Linked DNA regions of Mus musculus: region 1 is linked to region 2. The links are chromatin contacts, called in public Hi-C maps. All regions are on one chromosome and are shown on one strand. The core of a region is the stretch at or near the end of the contact, and the rest is flanking DNA. Distances in the headings are between cores, read along the strand shown. Region 1 overlaps Ntrk3 (neurotrophic tyrosine kinase, receptor, type 3). Region 2 overlaps Ntrk3 (neurotrophic tyrosine kinase, receptor, type 3).

Region 1 (3,357 bases), core at 420-2,919, 140 kb after region 2:
AAGGAGAGGTACCCTACCACCTCAACTCCTCTTCTTTTCACCACCAAGATCTCTTTCTAGGCCTTTCCCTCGAGACCTCCATCTTAAAGAGGGTTGTGTCTAGCAAGAAGACTATATTTATTAAGTAATAATTAATTCATATTCTCAGATTCATCAGAGAAAAAAGTCACTGTTAATTGAAGCTCTTTATCAATACATGCAAACCAGTGTCAACCACCCAGTGCAAAAAAATTCAGCTCAAAGCAAAGAAACTCAAGACTGTTGTTATGAAGAGAAGTTTCATCATAAATATGTGTCTAATTTTTATTAGTTCCTGACAGTGACAAGAGTCAAATATTCCTTCATTGCTGCTTTTGGCATGTCCAAGTTGAAAACCATTCTGTTGTTGATCACCAAGACCCTTTTGTTGTTCTAATAGTGTAGGAAATATGACCTTCCATGAGGTAGCAGAAGATCCTAGGAAATGATCCATCCCAACCCTCTTAGGACCTGACTCCTCCCGCCACCATAACCAGAGGTTGTGATATATAAAAGGTCTCAGCACCATTTCATTAAAGAATATAGTTACTCAAGGCACAATCTGGCCAGAAAAGTGACCATTACTTTTCCCCAGACAGCCCCTCCCTTGCCCGACCACACCAGTGGTTCTGCCATCTGCCGCCCAGTCCAACTAGAGCCAAAAAGGCAGTGTGCCTGTGGCTGCCAGAACTCCTGGCAACATTTCAGAGCTGCACAGTGACAAGGTATGCCAAGAGCCCATTTTGAAACACATTCTCCAAGAGCCCCCGTGGAGCAGCCAGAAGCACTGGCATTTGCTGGGGACATTGACCAGGTGGCCAGGTTGGCATTGGCCTCTAACTCTAATGCCTTCTCTCTGGAAGCCTCATGGTTTCAAGGCAGTTTTCATGCCCTGGTCTCACCGAGGTAGGAACACTGACAACATTTCAGATGTAAGGAAAGCCAAGAGGACTAAGACCACCTGTGCCACTAAGCCTCTCCAGTGTATCTCCCCGGGCCATGGGCCATGTCCAATACCAAGGAGATCACAATGTTTGTACAGCATTCATGGGGGCCCAGCTTCCTACATGGAACTGTTTCTAACAAGTAGCTATAAATCAGATTGTTTAAATAAGTGAAATCACTTTTCTTGGCCCCTATTAGCATCTCATAAATGTGTTTTGATGGTGGCAGAGATGTCAGTCCCTACATCCTGAAACTTTGTTTCAGTCTTTATGATCTGTGCTTATAAATGGACCCTTCCTGACTCCTACATACACTGAGAAGTGACAAGTTAGTGAAGCATCAGTACGGAGACCTCCAGTACATTAAATAATATCTCCAGCATCCTCTGGTGCTTCCGAGTGCTCCTCAATCAGGGAAGAGCAGTATCGCAGCCACATTGCAGACTGGTTACAGGTCAGGGTTCTGTCTGCATTTGTATAGCTTCAAAACTAAGATTCATTTTCATATTTTGTTTTTTTTTAAGTCAAAGGAAAACCATACATCATGACCTGTGAGAACTAGATAAAAATCGGCATTTCTTTGCTCATATCTCTTCACTGTCGTCTACAGCCTTTTTCAAGTTGCAAAGTTGGATCGTTGCTGCACAGACCATATGGCCTACAAGGCTGGGATTTACTTTCTGGCCCTTTATGGGGAAAAGGGTTGCCAGGCCCTGCCAAGAGCAAGGCAGCACCAGAGTGCTAATCCTAGCCCCAGGAGTGCTCCACCAATCACACCCTGTCCCAGCCACCTCACCTGTCTGTGCCTTCCTTTTACCAGCTGTCAAATGGGGGTAATAAACTGCCTGCCTCATAACAATGACATGGGAACTGAAGATGTGTCTTGAAGAGCTCACAAGGGGCTGAGTGGTGGGGATGAAGCCCTGTGCCTCATCTAGCTTACCCAAGACCAAGACCCCAACTTCAATCCCAGTACCACAAAATACTACTGGTAAGCAATATCAGCAACAACAACCATGAGCCCTTTCAGGGCTGGGGACATAGAAGTCCCTGGAAGGCATAAGCTAAGGGGATTTTATGAGACATCGTTCCTTAGTTTTTGAGTACAGACAGCGTCATGCTTCTGGTAGAAGTTGTCTTTTCTTGGCCATAGATTTTTTTTTATTGCAAAAGAGTAGGGTCATCTTTGACTTTAATGACCCATCATGGCAGGATAGAAGGACAGAAAACCTGTCATTCGTGACTTCCAGGAAAACAACCTCGAGAAAGCACTTGTGAATCACCAGGTACAGAACACTTGGCATTGAGTCTGACAACCTGAATGTAATCTCTAGAAGTACACAAGATGAAAAGGGGGGAACTAATTCTTCTAGGTTGTCTTTACAGGCGTGCATGCACACACACACACACATGCACCAGGTTATACAACAACAACATCAAAAATGAATATATACATATACATATACTGACTTTTAAAAGAAAGAAAATCCCTATGGTGGGCGAGGGCAGGAGAGAGAAGATGCATGCCAGGGAAGGTGCAGCCTTGACATTTGCGAATGACGTTGGCCGGCTCCTGCCAAGTCTTCTATGACTCATTGCTTGGTACCAAACAAGGCAAGTCACTTATGGTAACTGTGCTGACTGCTATTAGAAGGCCACAAGTATCAGTGGAAAAGGCTGGCTCTTCAAAGTATAATAAATGAATAGGATGAGGTAAGAGACTACAATTGGTATGGTTTTGTTAATGCCAAATTGGGGAGGCAGCGCCCAGTGCCAGTACACGGGGTTCTTCGTGTCCATTGCTTTTTCTGGGTATTCCAGTTCAATACATATACATTTTTAAAAGGTCGGGACTTAAGTAAACCCTGTGGTGCAGGAGTGACAGGAGCCAAACTGGCTCTCCCTACAAATGTCTCACAAAGCTTGCTGTAGGGTCAGGAGCAAAGAGATTTCAGTGATAGTGGAAGATAAAAGAATATATGGCAATTAGGGCCCCCATAAGGACCCACGGTCCTGTTTCTCTACTTGTGTCCCTTCTCCAATCAGTAGCAAGGGAGAGAGGGTAGCGAGAAACCAAAGAACTGAACCTGGGCTCTCTCCCTCACTTTATATCAATTGTTTCCACTTTATTAAGTTTACAGCAAAATTCTCAAGAGGAGGTAATTTTGCCTCCCAGGGGACAGTTTGATTGTCACAACTGGGGAAAGAATAACACTAATGTCTGGTGGGTAGGGGAATGAGACAGACAGAATAGACCCTTGTTGGCAAAGTATGTGTCCCAGAAATCCCCAGCTCTGAGAGGAAGACCTTTGCCTTATCACATAAAGCACCTGCCCAAGTTGTCATCGAAGCTAGTAGAGTCCCATGGCTTAAAATGTCATTTTTGGAAATGACT
Region 2 (3,445 bases), core at 344-2,843:
GACCTGCCAGTACATTGTTCTACTGGTACTCCCAAGAATCCTGTTGATATGATGCTGTCTACAACTAGTATCCTAACCTTGGAATTGAAGAGTCTGAAGCACAAAGACAGCTGAGAAGGTGGCCAGGACAGTTGACAACTGGAATACAAGCCCCTGACATAATCATGACATGAACTGAAGTTCTTTTCAGTTGCACAAGTATCAACGTATTTCTTTTTCTTCTACGTGCACCATGGTAGGAGATGCTGGGAAGTACCAGATCCTTCCTGGAAAGTGCCTACATGGTCAAGGGCAGAGCCTCCAACACTCCTGGCTCTCCTTGGCCATTGCTACAAGCATGTCAGAAATGTCCAGTGTCAGGTGTGAGTTTTGAAGCAGGGAGTAAAGAACAAGGCACTTCCTGAGAGTCACAGAGACGAGGGTGAGCCCCAGATCTGTGTTCTAGGCATCAGTTTCTTCATCAGAAGAATAAGGACAAGGACTTCATACCTGCCATCATACCTGCCATCATCTTCCAAGACAAAGTGTGTGTGTGTGTGTGTGTGTGTGTGTGTGTGTGTGTGTGTGTGTGTGTCAATAATAAGACAAAATAAAGAGATTAGCAAAATGCAAAAGCAGACATTGTTCTGGGGATTGAAGTAACAGTTCTGTCCTCCCTGGCTGGGTGTTCTGGGGGTTGGGAAGGGATGCTTTCCTGTATGCAGAGTGGAAAGGCAGGTTGAGGAGAATCAGAAATAGGAAACTCTATTCAAACAAGCATGAGTGAACAAAGACATAGCCAAGAAATAGAACTTATTTTGTTCAAGAATAATTATTTCTATCTATTGGTATCTTCTTCAAGATTATTATACATTCAAAAATAACCAATGTAGGTGATTCTGCATAATGGTATTAGACATAGGGTCACAATGTTCTTCTTCTATGTTCTTTCTAAAGGTATTTTATTTTTAACTTTGAAGTAATGACCATTAAATAAAAATCTTTGATTCTAATTTGTTCCATTTCCATTATTTGTGTACCTTTATTTATTTTTGCATTAAAATATTTATTTTACTTTTTCAAAAACAAACCCTTTCTTGAGCAGCTTTCCAATCTGGCATCAGGTAATCCTTTTGCTTGCCAAGAAAGGGAGCCTTTTTTTTCTTTCCTTGTCTAATAAAAAAAAAAATCAATAAGTCATTAGAGATGCTTTTAATAAAGATTAACTAAATGAATAAGTTCAACTTTTACTTGACCATGGGATTTGTACTTGGAATAAGAAGAGTATGGTTAAGTTTGAACACTCAACAATATAATTGAGTTCCTGCCAGGTCTGTTTCCTTCCTACTGCTGAAGGAATTGATCCCTGGAATTTGCAAAGAGATTTAGATCACCATTTTATCCACTAGGCATCAAGAGATAAGCCTTCCCAACTCAGAGCACAGTGAATAGAGGTGCCCAAAATAGCGCCACCATCTGGTGATAAAAAGAAGCCCCAGAGCCACTACCAAAGTCCAAACTCAGCCTGAGAAAGGCATGGTTAGAGAAGACAGGCAGTAAACTCCCTTGCTCTCCAACAGGGTTAGCACTCATTAAGCCAGTCCTTCACATTTCCTGTTTCTTCATCTGGTGCCTGGCAGGAAGATGAAACCTAGCCAGAATGGACATCAGAAAGGCTGGGTTGGATCCAGGCTTTTAAAGCCAAGTTCTGGAATCCTCTCTTGGAATGGCTGTGAAGCCTACAACTGACAGAGAAGTCCACAGCCTTTGGAGACACTCAGTGCTGGGTTTGTGGCTCAGTGCTACTTCTTTCCCATAGTAAGAGCTTTGTATCTTTTCTAAACACCAGGTCCATCACTGTTGTCAAATGAAGTGATAATAATAGCCATCTCTCAATGTCTGCAGTTGGTTGAGCCCAAGAAGATGCCCTGGAGATACCAAGACCCGCAGATGCAGGAGTCACTAAAATAAGAATGTCATCATATATCCTTATAACCTCTGCATATCCTCCTATAGACTTTATACCATCTCTTAGTATAATATAATGAGGATTCTATTTTAAAAGATGTTATAGTATATTGTTTAAAGAATAAGAAACTGTACATGTTCAATATAGATGTAATTTTTTAATAATAAAATTGATTTGGGATTGATAGATTTGGGTCTACCGAAAGAGAAGATCAATCTCTCAGAGCTATGTTGTAAAGACAAAGATAATTTGTATAATAAGTATTTGTATAAATAGCAGTTCCTGAGAAAGTTAACTGTTATTAATCCTTATCCCATTTTTCTCTGGACATATCTTCTAGAGATAAAGATTTGTTTTTCCCTGCATGTCTTGCAGCTACTTATGGCTGGGCTCCATTTTAGCCAGTTGGACATCAACAGAAGTGCTGGATTATTGATCCTATGAAGAATCTTTTTAGAGGGTTGAGTAGATCTTCCCTTTCTCTTGCTTCTGTAACATTGGCATAATGACTGAGTCTCTAGCTACCAACTTAGCCCTGAAGAAAAAGAACAAAGATAGCGGAGTCTAAACATAGAGAGAAAGGCTCTGATGATAATGGAGACAGACTGGAAACCCTAGATTTTTTTCTGTCCAAAGCACTTCTCAAAAGAGAAATGCATGTTCATCTTAAAGCAAAATTTTTCAGCACTTCCTGATATTTACACCCAAATTAACTCTGCATTCATTGTCTTTACTATTGCTTATCTCATTATTATTTAGTCAGAGGGATGAGGAACCACCTTTCTTGGTCTACTGGGTGTTGGTATAACAGTTTTCTGTAACAAAGGGCAAAAGCCCCGTTCTCCTCCCAGTCCAGAATCCTGGAGTTTTAGAAGTCCTTATTTTCTTTGTTTTTACCATGTAAAGTATCTAAGAAACCAAATACCTTCTTACTCTTCTAAAGCAGTTTCTATGTTTGGGGAGAAAATTCCTAGACTGGGGTTCAGCACTAGATTCAACTCCTTAGGAAAATTACTATATTCAGCTCATACGAAAACCTGAAAGTTAGCAATCTTTTCCTTTGACATTAAGAGCAATTGAAGTAAACTGTCAAAAACAGTGCCTGGAAATCCACAGTGTGCCTAGTAGATGTTCTATACTTCAGTGGCATTGATGTCAATGGAGAGAAGAAAAAGAAAAGACAGACCTGCTTGTACAGTCTCAGTCCTGCTTCCTCACCCCACCCCACCCCCACCCCCCAACACCCCACACACACACACACACACACACTATAGCCCAACAGAGCTGTTGGTCCTCTTAAGCAGTCTTCCCACAAGTTTCCTGCTTTCAGAGCTTTTCAAGGTCTGGGAAGAGTTTCCCTAATTAATTTACTCTCTGTGTCCCTGAAGGCTCAGCCCAGGTGCCACTTATTTCAGCAAGCCTAACAGAAAGCTCCAACTCAAGCCTCTTGACTCATCTCCTAGAGACCTGGTTGGAAGTTATGGCTTCTTTAACTCA

What was found. A called contact is a pair of places that touch in the nucleus more often than the background predicts.
Region 1: a Hi-C map of cerebellum shows a contact between it and region 2, with 2.5 times the contacts expected there. The contact joins two enhancer-like sites. A contact is called at or near these places in 6 of 484 Hi-C or Micro-C datasets (brain, cerebellar granule neurons, cerebellum and 1 more) and 1 of 9 other capture datasets (liver).

The regions. Positions count from the first base shown.
Region 1 is chr7:78,518,187-78,521,543 of GRCm38.p6, forward strand. All of the region lies in intron 1 of Ntrk3 (neurotrophic tyrosine kinase, receptor, type 3), which reads right to left. Among named protein-coding and RNA genes, the nearest start is that of Gm39038, 54 kb to the right of the region's middle. Within about 2 kb of position 1,670, at least 6 of the 459 cell types and tissues checked have an H3K27ac peak or open chromatin away from gene starts, as enhancers often do. A contact at or near this core is called in cerebellar granule neurons and cerebellum, where this site is marked.
Region 2 is chr7:78,380,753-78,384,197 of GRCm38.p6, forward strand. The region is part of intron 11 of Ntrk3 (neurotrophic tyrosine kinase, receptor, type 3); the gene reads right to left. Among named protein-coding and RNA genes, the nearest start is that of Gm39038, 190 kb to the right of the region's middle. Within about 2 kb of position 1,594, at least 2 of the 459 cell types and tissues checked have an H3K27ac peak or open chromatin away from gene starts, as enhancers often do. A contact at or near this core is called in cerebellar granule neurons and cerebellum, where this site is marked.